Linked DNA regions of Mus musculus: region 1 is linked to region 2. Evidence: chromatin contacts called from public Hi-C data. All regions are on one chromosome and are shown on one strand. The core of a region is the stretch at or near the end of the contact, and the rest is flanking DNA. Distances in the headings are between cores, read along the strand shown. Region 1 has its middle 72 kb from the start of Gm46879. Region 2 overlaps Gdf6 (growth differentiation factor 6).

Region 1 (3,274 bases), core at 451-2,950, 480 kb after region 2:
ATTAGATTTATCCTGCTAATTTTGAAATCAAGGTCTCCTATGATTCTTCCCAACAAGTTGACTGGTTATGGAATGAAATGAACATCAACCTCTATACATTCTGTACATTACTCTTTCAGTCTCTTCTTGTCTGTTTTTTACTAATGTTGGTGCCATGTAACTTGGTACATAGATCTTAACTACTGATTTATAAAATATCTTTCTTCATGTGTAATAATTCTGCTCTAGATTAAATGTAATCTATCTACTATTGATTAAAAGAAAAACTTTAAGGAAGAGGGGAAAGAAGATAATCTTGACATAAAATTTGTATTTTCTGGTTTTCTTACCACTGCCCAAAGCAGATGTTCATAACTTATTTGCTGATTGTATTTTTTCTCTCTGATCTTTAGAAGTGGAGACAGAAATCCTCAACTGTAGCTTTTCAATCTGTGTAATGAAAGCAGTCAGCTGTCTGGCAGTACCTGAAGTCGCCTGTGGCCTGACGTGACTACTTTGTGACTTTTCCCTGAATCCACAGTGCTTCTGTGTCCACTGAGACCAGGCCTTCTTGAAGTATGCATTCCCCATAGCAATGAAGCAAGGAGTCAACATCAACCATTGTGTAAGCCAGACCCAGAGCCACTGGTGTCAGGCAGCTCTTGGCCTACATAACCGCTTTTCTTACTTTATAGCTTAGAAGTCTGCTGTCTGCCTCTTCTGGCTCTCCCATTAGGCTTGAAAACATTGACATTGGTCCCTGAGAACACTTGTCAGCACGCTCAGAAAAATCAAGTTGCACTTCGTGAACTGAATGAAATAAAAGGTGACCCCATCTTCTTGTCATTAATTCCATAATACAATAACGACTATTTTGGAACAATGGTCTTATGCCAGGAAGTGTGCTAAAGGATTAACTGTCACAATCTCATTTAGTCCTCACATTGACCCTGTGAACTGTCCCCATTTTACAAAAGAAGGGAAAACTGCAGTTTTGAGACTTGTGGGCACAGCAGAGCTAATAAGGGTGAAGGGAGTGGTTATACCTGAAATCCTTTTCACTTTAAAATATGTCTAACTACCACTCAGTACTGATTTTCCAATGAGCCAAGGACTACCTGAAACCAAGCTCTTCCTGTCATTTTCCACTGTCCTTATCCAGACACACTAATGGCTTTGAATATCTGAACCTAGACAGGAGCAGCAGATAAGGGGCCTTGGCACAATATATCTTTGGTCTAAAGGAAATTTAAAAGTGGTATTGCTACTTAGCATGATACTGGAAAGCATCTTGAGTTTCCCAGGGAAAGTTTACATGTTGCTTAGTAGTTAACCAACATCCCACATTCTAAAAAGCCTTCATTATGTTTGACTTTCTCATATGATGCATATTTCTCTAAACTTTTTGGCCTGGCTTCAGTTGTTTATTTAGGTTATCTCTCCTTGAATTATGGAAATTCTATAGATGGCCCACACTGTATCATTATATGTTGGCGTTTGACACCATGTAACATTCCAACAGGACAATTGATATCTGGCTTTTCTCATGTACACAGTGTCTTAATCCTCCGCATTAGTCTTTCTTTGCACATTTGTAAAAGCTGTTTGATAGTGAAAGCATTCATTTCCTCTATAAATATTTATGCGCTGACCTCTGACTGTTGGCCAGCCTGCCTGCCAACGCCCTGTTAGAAGTCATCCCTTGTACAATCAGCTACTACCATGTGATAACCTCTTGGGGTTAACAGTACAGATGTAAGATCTCCTACTTCCTGATGGGAATACTTCACATCCCAAGTATGTTTTCCCTTGAACATGACATCACCATAGGGATACATTTTTTAAATATTTGCCTTCCACTTTACAAAAATTTTCCTTACAAATATAAAGGAAGAAGTATTCTGAACCTCAGACAAAATATTTCCTAGCCCACAAATGATATAAAAATAAAATAACTTTCTAAGTAATTACGTCTAGACAATTGGTGCAGAGAGGCAACAAAACAGTCAAGTTAGAAACAATCGGGACAAAGATGGAATTTTACGGCTTTTATATCAAATTCTAATGTTATAAAAGCTGAAGGTAAATCATCTCAAGATAGAGTTTTATCCTTCTTAGTTGAAGCATAGCGATGAGTGAAGGTAAATGAAAATTTACTCAGAAACAGAGCAATCAAAACCCAGCAGTTAAGATTCTCAATCCACAAGTGTCCTCCACCTGCCAGCCCTTTATGACGGATGTCATGCAGACAGTTCTGTAGCTACTTCTTTAGTCTGGCTGGTCAGCCTGAATGAAGGCAGCGTTTCTCCTTGAGTATCAGAAATGGAGCCTGTGAGAGAAACAGTACCATTGACAGCCAAGTTTCTGAATTCTCGTTCCAGGGGAAATACAATATTAAATGTCCATATGTGTGTGTATTCCAACGTAAAAATTTCATGCAGTGTCTTGAGAGCGGAACCAGAGAGGAAAGAGCCTCTGGGAGTTCATAAGTACCTTTTCAATGGTTACTTACATGGCCTATGTCTTAGTTACATAATCACTATCAAATTAGACGCATAACTGGGCTATACACCTCAAAGTTTGCCCCCAATGACCTAGTTCCTCCTGCTAAGCCCCATCTCCTAAAGGATCCCTAACAGTGCCACCAACTGGGGACAAAGCATTCAAGTACACTAGCCTCTGTGAGGCATGCTACACCCAAACTATCACACTCTAACCTCGCCCCCACAGGCTTAAGGCCATTTTATGCAAAATGCATTTGGATCAACTTCAGAAGTCTCTGTAGTTTTTCAGTTCCAAAACTGTCCAAAAGTCTCACATTCAAAATCACTTCTAAGACTCAAGGTAATCTCTTAACTGTGAGTGCCTACACTTTGTTTTTAATACTATGTGCTTCTTAAGTGAGCACATTTCAAAAGGGAGAAGTGGGGCTCGAGCAAGGAAGGTCTAAACTCATCAGTACAAGAACAAAGCTTACCTACACATGGATCAGCTCATGGTGATGGCACCTAAGCTCAGATGTGCTTAGAAATCGCTGCCTTCCAGGGAGTTCTTAATGATTTCATTTCCTAAATTTAATTTCTTCATTTGAAAGGATTCTAGATTTCGTATTAAAATTGTTTCCATCTTTCTTTAGATGCAATGGTAACTGTTAGGGAACCTATAGGAGATGGGGCTAAGCAGAGTGAACTGGGTCATTGGGGACAGACTTTGAGGTTTATAGCCCAGTTCTGGGTATAAATTTATATTTCTGTTTCCTGGTTGGTCATGGAGATGTGAGAAAGCTGCCATAGCC
Region 2 (3,131 bases), core at 320-2,819:
GTGGGGCATGTCCCTGCCTGTGTCTAGGTATCTCTGGTCGAGGTTTTCTCTTTCCAGGAATGCCTATTTCCCACGGATGGACGGAAAGATCTCAATAGATAAAAGTGCTAGTTTGTCTTTACTTCCGAAAGCTGCATCACTCTTTTATTTGTTGGAAGGAAGGAAGAAAAAGATTGGAAAAGAAAGAAGTGACACAGCGACTCTCCACCCTGTCTGCATCACGCTGGCCCTAGAACATCCCAGCGACACTGTAGTGGGGGTAGCAATATGACCCTGGACTAGTGGGTTTATAGAACGATTATTAACTATAAATCACTTTGGAGTCTGAAGGAAGTGGGTTTATATTAAGTACCCAAAAGCCTCATGCCCAAGTCCTGTTCTTAGATATCGATTGGACAATCAGACTCTGTCAGTGATACTTTTAAAGGGCAAATTGAAAATCATGCTTCTACAAGTTTCACGTCTATTGTCCTGTGTGTGTTCTAGGTTTCCCAGCGTTGTGGGTCTGTGGAAAGCAAGGACTTGCTATCATCTTCGCTTCTATACGTTGGTGGCAGTTGCCCAGTGCTTGGGAAAGACAGACCTCATGACAAATATAGACGGGATAATTGTAGATAATTTTAAGTGGCAGAAAGATAATAAGCCAAGGTCTTATGATACTGGGCCAGGGAGGCTGTTTTGGATCAAGGTGGTGTGGGATGACCCCTTGGAAGAGGGAACATTTGAGGCGTTAATGCTGAGAGTTACTGGACAGAATGGCTAGGGAAGCATAGCCCAGACTTGCGGCCACAAGGGCATATTAGTGGTTACACAGCCTGCTGACAGGGAGCCCAGGGAGGCCGGCCGCCTCTTACAATAGGAGTACAAACTTCTGTCCCAGCCAGCAGCTGAGATGAGGAGGAAGTCCAGCCTGCTGTGGTTCCTTACCACACAGTGTAGGTATGGTCCAGGCATGAGCCTGGGGCCGCTGAACTGGACTCCCAGGCTGCCTGCCCCCCTCCTTCCCTCTTCCTCTTGGGGATTGCCGAAGAGCACCGGGCTGATCTCCCCGTAAGTGAAACTGACTGTAATTATTTTTTATCTCGCAGACGATCTCTCGCACACTCCTCTCCGGAGACAGAAGTATTTGTTTGATGTGTCCACACTCTCAGACAAAGAAGAGCTGGTGGGCGCAGAGCTAAGGCTTTATCGCCAGGCGCCCCCAACGCCCTGGGGGCTACCGGCCCGACCGCTGCACTTGCAGCTCTTCCCTTGTTTATCCCCATTGCTACTGGACGCCAGGACCCTGGATCCTCAGGGACCAACCCAGGCCGGCTGGGAAGTCTTCGACGTGTGGCAGGGCCTGCGCCCTCAGCCTTGGAAGCAGCTGTGCCTGGAGTTGCGGGCAGCCTGGGGTGAGCTGGACGCCGGGGATACGGGGGCGCGCGCGAGGGGTCCCCAGCAGCCACCGCCTCTGGACCTGCGGAGTCTGGGCTTCGGTCGGAGGGTGAGGCCGCCCCAGGAGCGCGCCCTGCTTGTAGTGTTCACCAGATCGCAGCGCAAGAACCTGTTCACTGAGATGCATGAGCAGCTGGGCTCTGCAGAGGCTGCGGGAGCCGAGGGGTCATGGCCAGCGCCGTCGGGCTCCCCAGACGCCGGGTCTTGGCTGCCCTCGCCCGGCCGCCGGCGGCGACGCACCGCCTTCGCCAGCCGTCACGGCAAGCGACATGGCAAGAAGTCCAGGCTGCGCTGCAGCAGAAAGCCTCTGCACGTGAATTTTAAGGAGTTAGGCTGGGACGACTGGATTATCGCGCCCCTAGAGTACGAGGCCTATCACTGCGAGGGCGTGTGCGACTTTCCGCTGCGCTCGCACCTTGAGCCCACTAACCATGCCATCATTCAGACGCTGATGAACTCCATGGACCCGGGCTCCACCCCGCCTAGCTGCTGCGTTCCCACCAAACTGACTCCCATTAGCATCCTGTACATCGACGCGGGCAATAATGTAGTCTACAAGCAGTATGAGGACATGGTGGTGGAGTCCTGCGGCTGTAGGTAGCGGTGCTGTCCCGCCACCTGGGCCAGGGACCATGGAGGGAGGCCTGACTGCCGAGAAAGGAGCAGGAGCTGGCTTGGAAGAGGCCACAGGTGGGGGACAGCCTGAAAGTAGGAGCACAGTAAGAAGCAGCCCAGCCTTCCCAGAACCTTCCAACCCCCAACCCAGAAGCAGCTAAGGGTTTCACACTTTGCCTTGCCAGCCTGGAAAGACTAGACAAGAAGGATTCTTTCTTTTATTATGGCTTTGGTTCTTTGTTTGTTTTGTTTTGTTTTATCTCCTTGGTTTTGATAGGACGTGGAAGGAGGGGAAATGCTTATCTGTTCACAAGTGTTCTGTGGATTGGGGGAGGAGGGAATAAGAGAAATAACCTATTACTTTTGTCCGCATCTCAGATTGGTTGTTTCTACCTGTGTAAGAAAGTGAGGCCTTTGGGTCTTTCTAGCCAAGTCTCAGCTGGCGTCCTTGACCTCACAGGAAGTATTTGACCAAAGGAATAAGTGAGTCAGGAAGGGTCTTACCCTTAGAGAAGCCCAAGCTGCCTCCTTCTCTGCTCTGTGCATCCCCACGAATTTATCAGTCTGTCCTGGTCTCTCCCAGCGGAGGGAACAGGGAGTTGCCACCGCTGTGGGCTCAGACCTCCAGATGCCTTTTCTGTTGGTGGTGGGGGGGGGGGGGGCAGAAGGATTTGGTATGGATGGAATGACAAGAATTAGTCCGTGTGGAACCCCGTGAAGGATAATGAGAAACCACAAGGCCTACCTCTGACCGGGTGACACAGAGGCGCATTACCCAAGGCTGGGGTAGCCCACCCAAAAGCTCTTGGTCATGGATGTTTCTCAGTGGCTTCTTTAAACAGAATTTGCCAAAATCCCAGCATCTCCTTCTAAGGCAATTTTTTTCCCTCCTTAAATGGAGAGGGGTGGAAACTCTATAATTAAGGTAAGAAGGGAAGAGGAGGAGGAGGAAAAGACCTGAAAGGTGGAAGGGCTACATCAGGAGGGGAGATGCGGGCCCCACAAGAGGATGGAGATAAAGGGCCAGGCCCCAAGCATGGAAGGAGGATGAAAGGGCCAGGAGTCTCTGCCTCTGAAGT

The links. A called contact is a pair of places that touch in the nucleus more often than the background predicts.
Region 1: a Hi-C map of ventricular fibroblasts shows a contact between it and region 2, with 2.4 times the contacts expected there. The contact joins two enhancer-like sites. A contact is called at or near these places in 1 of 484 Hi-C or Micro-C datasets (ventricular fibroblasts), 2 of 115 datasets of contacts at active chromatin or transcription factors (embryonic forebrain and embryonic limb bud) and 1 of 9 other capture datasets (embryonic stem cells).

What each region holds. Positions count from the first base shown.
Region 1 is chr4:10,336,066-10,339,339 of GRCm38.p6, forward strand. No RefSeq gene overlaps it. Among named protein-coding and RNA genes, the nearest start is that of Gm46879, 72 kb to the right of the region's middle. Within about 2 kb of position 1,701, at least 4 of the 459 cell types and tissues checked have an H3K27ac peak or open chromatin away from gene starts, as enhancers often do.
Region 2 is chr4:9,858,247-9,861,377 of GRCm38.p6, forward strand. Gdf6 (growth differentiation factor 6) reads left to right here. Exons shown (of 2, transcript NM_013526.1): 2 at 1,089-3,131. The coding sequence ends at 2,038. Among named protein-coding and RNA genes, the nearest start is that of Gdf6, 15 kb to the left of the region's middle. Within about 2 kb of position 1,570, at least 32 of the 459 cell types and tissues checked have an H3K27ac peak or open chromatin away from gene starts, as enhancers often do.